2 separate regions of the Mus musculus genome follow, and region 1 is linked to region 2. The links are chromatin contacts, called in public HiChIP or PLAC-seq maps. All regions are on one chromosome and are shown on one strand. Each heading gives the region's core, a stretch centred on a gene start, on an enhancer-like site or on the middle of the called end of the contact. The rest is flanking DNA. Distances are from core to core; before and after follow the strand shown.

The links. HiChIP or PLAC-seq counts read pairs in DNA pulled down with a chosen protein or histone mark.
Region 1: a contact with region 2 is called in a FOXA1 HiChIP or PLAC-seq map of pancreatic cancer cells, with 6 times the contacts expected there. The contact joins two enhancer-like sites. A contact is called at or near these places in 8 of 39 promoter capture datasets (the 3T3-L1 cell line, 3T3-L1-derived adipocytes, embryonic stem cells and 5 more), 1 of 115 datasets of contacts at active chromatin or transcription factors (pancreatic cancer cells) and 1 of 9 other capture datasets (liver).

Annotation. Positions count from the first base shown.
Region 1 is chr1:173,971,969-173,975,557 of GRCm38.p6, forward strand. Ifi202b (interferon activated gene 202B) reads right to left here. Exons shown (of 7, transcript NM_008327.2): 3 at 2,765-3,178; 4 at 223-411. Among named protein-coding and RNA genes, the nearest start is that of Ifi202b, 9.1 kb to the right of the region's middle. Within about 2 kb of position 1,378, at least 18 of the 459 cell types and tissues checked have an H3K27ac peak or open chromatin away from gene starts, as enhancers often do. A contact at or near this core is called in pancreatic cancer cells, where this site is marked.
Region 2 is chr1:173,721,313-173,724,657 of GRCm38.p6, forward strand. Ifi207 (interferon activated gene 207) reads right to left here. Exons shown (of 8, transcript NM_001204910.1): 8 at 2,115-2,440. The coding sequence ends at 2,420. Among named protein-coding and RNA genes, the nearest start is that of Ifi207, 19 kb to the right of the region's middle. Within about 2 kb of position 1,864, at least 5 of the 459 cell types and tissues checked have an H3K27ac peak or open chromatin away from gene starts, as enhancers often do. A contact at or near this core is called in pancreatic cancer cells, where this site is marked.

The sequences.
Region 1 (3,589 bases), core at 128-2,627, 250 kb after region 2:
ATGATATCTTATGATCAGGTACTGTTACAATGAACTACTTCATTAACCCAGTCAGGGCATTTTAAAGACTGGAATCACAAAACTTTTTCCTAAGGGCATCATCTGAATTCCTTCCTCCAGGTACAGAATTGTCTATGAAAAATATTGAAAACCTCAAGTTCAGAGTCTTAAAGCAAAAGTCAATTTCCTCTTTGGCAAATCCCTTCTCTGTCTACTTCCTACCTTGATGAAACTGTGATTTCCAGAGTGTAATATTGGTTTCCCATTTCCTTTTCTCAGGTGAAAGGAGAAGAGTTGGAGTTTATCTCCTTTCTCATAGTTGATATTGTGCTGTTTTTTATCCCACACCACTTTTATATTATCTTCATTATCTTTTATTTTGAAGGTTATACTTTTATCATTCACTTTTTTCTGCAAAAGTAAAATTAACATGCATTCTCTGAAAGTTATGTCATCCACATTCAACATCATACATTCAAAAAGATCATTTATTAGAAAAAAATCATAGTAAAATATGAAGCCTGTTATAGACATAGGCAATCAGTGAAACCTTCCCAAGGGATTTTCTATCGCTGTTGTCCATGTCTAGTGTGTTGTCCATGTCTAGTGTGTTGTCCATGTCTAGTGTGTTGTCCATGTCTAGTGTGTTGTCCATGTCTAGTGTGTTGTCCATGTCTAGTGTGTTGTCCATGTCTAGTGTGTTGTCCATGTCTAGTGTGTTGTCCATGTCTAGTGTGTTGTCCATGTCTAGTGTGTTGTCCATGTCTAGTGTGTTGTCCATGTCTAGTGTGTTGTCCATGTCTAGTGTGTTGTCCATGTCTAGTGTGTTGTCCATGTCTAGTGTGTTGTCCATGTCTAGTGTGTTGTCCATGTCTAGTGTGTTGTCCATGTCTAGTGTGTTGTCCATGTCTAGTGTGTTGTCCATGTCTAGTGTGTTGTCCATGTCTAGTGTGTTGTCCATGTCTAGTGTGTTGTCCATGTCTAGTGTGTTGTCCATGTCTAGTGTGTTGTCCATGTCTAGTGTGTTGTCCATGTCTAGTGTGTTGTCCATGTCTAGTGTGTTTTGGTCCCAAGGGTAGAGCATCATTAATGAAGACATAACTGGTATGCAGTCAAATCAACCAATACACAGTTTATTCAAAGTTTATTCAACTTCTTTTAAAGGCCAAGCAGAAGAAAGATTTTCCCAATTTCCAGTTTTCTAACAGGTGCACTTTCCCTAGCAATAGCTTATCTTGGTTCCAAGTGACTCAGACCTCCCTGCAGTCTGGGAAATCTGTCTGCATTCCAACTCTGAGATGTGATGTCTAATTAAACCAGGAACAAAGTTACTTTCTCATGAGAGAAGGAACATCTAGGTCACTTCCTCAGGATTACAGCTCACTTGGCAGAACAGCAGGATTCTCTGCTTGAGAAAGTATGCCACTGGGTCTTAGTCTGCTAAGAATGACAATGATTCTAATTCTCCTACCAGCTAGCAAGCTGGGAGCAGTCTCCTCCTGCCATTTCTCTACAACTATAATGATTTGCTTCCTTGATTTGGACATTTCTTCCTGGAAGTGCTCGGACAATAAATGTTATTCCTGTTTTCTACTGCTTCCTATTCTTTAACAGCCTGGGTTCTCAGTAAATTGCCTGAGATCACTGGAATCAGAACTTTGGCAGCTATCTTCCTATCTTCTGCTTGTAAAGAGATGAATGAGCATTTGTTCCTTATGTTCATTCATTCAGTAGGTTACAGGGAATCTTCAAAACAGGTTAAGATTACAGTAACTTACTCACTTAGACCCTCTTCCTACCTCTCTACAGTATCATGTCCAGGAAAGCCAATGTCCCCGATTTATACTTTATTGGACATTACTCAAGCTATTGCTCATAAACTTTTCATCTATGTTCATATGCATAGTCTGTAAAGGGTATTCTATAAGGCAATGGATTTTGTAAAACAGGGGTTTAAAAAAAAAAAAGACAGACTAAAGAGGCTTAAACCTGCCAAGTTTATAAAACATTTGTTGACCTCACCAACATTGTCAATTTTTTATCTGAATTCTAATACTCGGCATTTAGCCATAGATACATCACTGAGATGTCTGTATATATCTATTAAATGTAGAAAACTAGGGAATCTAGAATACCTGATTTAATTACCTTTAAAACTTCATTTCCTATAATACTTATCATTTGCTAAGCTATTCAGAAATACTTAGTTAATAGAAAAAGATATGAATCAACACTAAATGATTAAACCTACTATGTGTAGAGATATTTGATTCATTCTATTGAATGGTTTTAAGTTAATGGGGGATGCCATCTAATCTACTTATGATTCCAAAACAAAAATGTTACAATAAAAATTCACCCTCTTTCAGGTAATCTTTTGAAACATAGTCTAGAGAAAGAAATGGGTGTTGTATAGTTGCAGTAGAGGCTAAAATAGAATCTGTTAGCATTACCAACCTGTGCCCTGTGACTTTCTTGTTCACTGTAGCTTGTATTGTATTACAAGTACAATAGATATTTGTAATGAGTAAAATAGTGTATCTTGGTAAAACATTTTTAAAGAACTCTCAGCGATATCTTAGGAAGTAGACTGTTAAAAGCTGGCCCACTCTTATTACCTAATCCATTTGATTATTTCAAATTTTATCCCCAGCCAAGATAGAATGTTTTGTTACAATACTATCATTAAGCACTAAGTGGAAATTTACCGTATTTGATTTCAGACGTCAGTGGAAAAAAAGTTTAAAAAGTTTTCACACATTACCTTCTCTACTGCAAACACACCATAAATCAGTGTTCCAGAATCAAGTTCTTTAATTTTAGAGATCTTAAGAGTTTCTTTTGCACTTCTGATAATATTTTTGGGCACTTCAATAATTTGGTTAGGAGCAGCCTCTGACACAGTGGCAGTTTCATTGATCTCTAGGATGCCACTGCTGTTGAAGTATTTGGAAATGGTAATAAATTTATTTTCTGTGAACTTCTCTTTCAAGTCCATGTTGAAAACTTTCACACGGTAATATTGGCTCTCTGTAGCCACTGTAGCATGAAACATGTTCTCTTTTCCCTCTTTATAATTAAATGGTTCTGTTGCAGTGAGTACCATCACTGTCATGGGTTTCTCATGAAGAACAGCACCTTTGCTAATGTTCTTTTTTGGGGTGTGTGACTTTTTGTTCTGCATTGAAAAAATACAGGGATATAAACATATAAGTTTAGCAGCAAATACAAATTAACCTTTACATAAGACAAATCTCAATCTCAACATTGTTTCCAACAATTTTTATGTATTTGTAAAACTAAAGATAAGCTAAACAGGATTTTTTTTTTAAGTTGGACAAAAGGCCAATGAATTAAAGGAATGGGCTTCACCCACTGATATTTGAACATTTTCAGTGAAAATCTGAGTTATCTTCTAACACACACAAACACACTCAATCACTCATACACAGACACACACACACACAAACACAAATGTTGAGCATAAAAACAGCATACCCTTTTGAGGACAATTTAATGAAGTACTTAAAAAAATAAAATGAATGCAAATATAACCTTTACTCTATGGCCAAAGAATATAAAAGTTGAA
Region 2 (3,345 bases), core at 614-3,113:
CCACCCACGCGCTCTCCTGTGTAGACTGGACTCAGTGATCCCAAGATTCTGGGTGTGCTAGGGCCTGCCTTTGCCCATTGTCCCTGTGTTTTGAAACAGATGTTGTGTTCCACTCACCAGTGATCTCAAGTTCCTGGGTGAGCTAGTGCCCGCTGAGTTTGTGTCCAAGATGGTGCAGGGATGGAGCTGACCAGAAGAATTCCAGCCAGTGGTCAGGCAGGTGTCCTTTGCCTTTGTTCCTGCTAGCACAAGACCCTCTGGGTTTTTTTTTTTTTTTTTTTTGGAACAGATGTTGTATTTCCCTCAGCAGTGAAATCAAGTCCCTGGGTGTGCTAGTGTGCTAGTGTGCCTGCAGTGTGCAGAGACCTCTGGGGACCTTGGGACCCTCCACCGAGTTCTTGCCCAAGATGGCCCAGAGCTGGCCAGTGAAGTTATTTCTAAGGGCAGCAACCATTTTTAAGGTTCACAGCACATATATTTGCAACCTGTTGTATGTGGGTATCCACTTTGCCAATAGACTTCAGGTGTATTGTTTAAAGAATGTTGTGTTTATGTGGAGAGACGTGAGCAATTGCCATCATGAGCCTCCGCTGTGCCTAACTGGTAAACAAGTAATGTGCACAGGTGCAAGAGTAAATTCGTGCCAAGTCACTGCCCATCCCAGGGCGTAGTAGTGGGGTGATGAGTGAGCAGCTAATCAGGAGCTGACACGTCACATGGAGGGGTATATAAGCAGCATCATTTTCCTTGTTCGGGGTTCTTTTTTCGCCTATGCAATCAATGCTCTCCCAATAAACGTGTGCAGAAGGATCCTGTTGCAGCGTTCTTTCTGGCCAGTTGAGTGCGCACAAGATGTGTACACAGTAGATGTGGATAATGATTTCTGCCTGGAAGGTGCATTGAGGTTATAGGACAAGAAATGTGGGGTTTCAAGGTGATAAACAATAGTCTGTCTCACCCTCACATGTTGGAAGAGCAAAGCTAAAGCAAAACAAGTAATAAAAACAAACAGAATTTCCTTCCACAAATGCATTCTAGTGACATTAATCTATCGATGAGAAGTGATTGTGAATTAAAAACATCCCATTAAGCTCAAAATTCCAGTATCATTAGAATGGGGAATAAGACATGGATTTACATCAATAAGATGTGAGAGGCACTCATCCTTAGTTCTTGCATCTTCCTGCCTATATTTCTGCTGCCAAAACCTCTATCAATCCTCCTTGCCTCCATTTCACATCATTACATGGGACTGTGAATATTGGTTGTAAACAGATGGAATCTGGAATTGCTTGGGAGAATACTTTTAATATGTGCAAGAGGGCCTTCTAGACTTTCAGAAGGAATTTGCAAACACTCATCATGAGTGTGGGTTGCATCAAATAGGTTCAGGTCTCTAATGTGTGTGTGCATGTGCGTGTGTGTGGGGGGGGGAGAGACAGAGAGAGAGAGAGAGAGAGAGAGAGAGAGACAGAGAGAGAGAGAGAGAGAGAGAGAGAGATCAACTCTAGAACTCACTTTTCTCCACCCAACTCGTTCTTCTTTACCATTAAACCATTTGCAAAAAATCCATCCACTGATCCTTCTGTTCGTTTATCAAGTCTGTCTTCACAGCAGTGAGAGAAGTCAACAATCAAGAAAGGCACCTCTGGGAATGCTCCTGTTTTAATGCCTTAGATTTCCTTTCTCATAAGCCTTCTTCATTTGGCTTTAAAGATTTGCAGTGATTTTATTTCACTCTGGAATTGAAGATGGGATGCCTTACAATTGAAAATAGTATGCCCCACCCTAAATACCTCATTCTGGGGATTTTTTCCAATACCTAAACTCTGTAATGCACTCACATTACTCAGCATCGTGGGTGTGAAGATTTAATGCTGTCCTCAGCATATTAGTTTTAGAAACTACACTCAAGGCTGAGTTCTACCGCCTCCCACCCGCATCTTATTAATACCTTAATTTCATGGGTAGAAAACTCAGTCTACTTGTTCCTGAACATGCTTTATCCTTACACATCACATTTCAAGCCTGTATTCTCCAGCTTTATCTGAGGGTCACTAACTATTTTAAAGCACCTCTCAAATGGTTAAAAAATACTCCCAAATGCACACTGCTTTACAGAAATTGTGTGAATTTATTTTAAGTTTTAGGTATAAAAATTACAAATTAAACAATCACAGAAGTTATAGAGACAACATATAAAACTTTGATAATAGAAAATGTGTAAAGCATATAAGAAAGCCCCATTTCTTAGAATTAAGAGCTGCTTTTAGTAGAGCTGGTATTTCAACAGGCCTATGCACTTTTATTTTCTGTACTTGAATCTTATCTCCACAAAAAATGTCATTGGCATCCAGGTTTTCAGAAGTATGGTTCCAGAGAGGTTCCCCTGACTGAGTCTGGGTTGAGTGGCTTTCCTTCACCTTCTAGCATTGATGACCTTAAAGAAGAAAACAATGAAGTCAGATCACTTGGAATGCAGTCAGATCCACACCCTTCTTGCTGACTACTCACCATGAGTGCCATGTGCCCTTTTCTCACTCTGACCTTAAATACATCTCTGTTCTTGGAGTCAGCTTTGTTCCCTTCCTTGGGATTGTAAAATTAGCAAGTCACTCCTGCAGCTTCAGCATAGGTGGAAGAGCAGGGTTTGTTACAGAGGTACAGGGGAAAGGAAAGAGTTGTAAGGCCTGAGGTAAGGACTGAGTTGCAGAGTTTCATTGAACAGGGAGGTTGGAAAGAAGAAAAAAGAGGCTTTGCTGCCATGGGAGAAGGATTGGAATTTTGACAAATGGCTGATGGTTTGGAGAACAGGGTAAAGTAAGAGTGTTTCTATGTGAATGACGAAGTCATCACTTACTTTTCTTTTGTTTACGTTACAATAGTGGTGTGTTCCTGTTTGTGTGTGAGTGTGTGTGTGTGTGTGTGTGTGTGTGTGTGTGTGTGTGTGTGTGTGTTTAACATAAACACTACATAGATGTAGGTCAAAGGAAGATGGAGCAGAACCACTTGGCCTGGAGAAGCCACAAGTAGCAAGGAATCTCATAACTGAGAAATAGAGCTGTGTAGTGATATATCTGCTGAAAAATCTGTGTAACTTATAAGTATTATAATTGAGTGGTTTGGTGTTTTCTTTGCACAGGCTTATTGGGATTGGTGATTTACAACAACACCTTGTCATCTAACTTGCTCAGGACATCCTTGGGAACTTATGATTTCTATCCATTATCCTTTGCAACAGAAAGTATTTACATGTTATAAATGAAGACCTCGAAGTTCTTTGTCTTTTAATATTCGGTCAATTTGAAACATCAGAGAGTCAGAATTTGAAACAAGCCTCTTAAT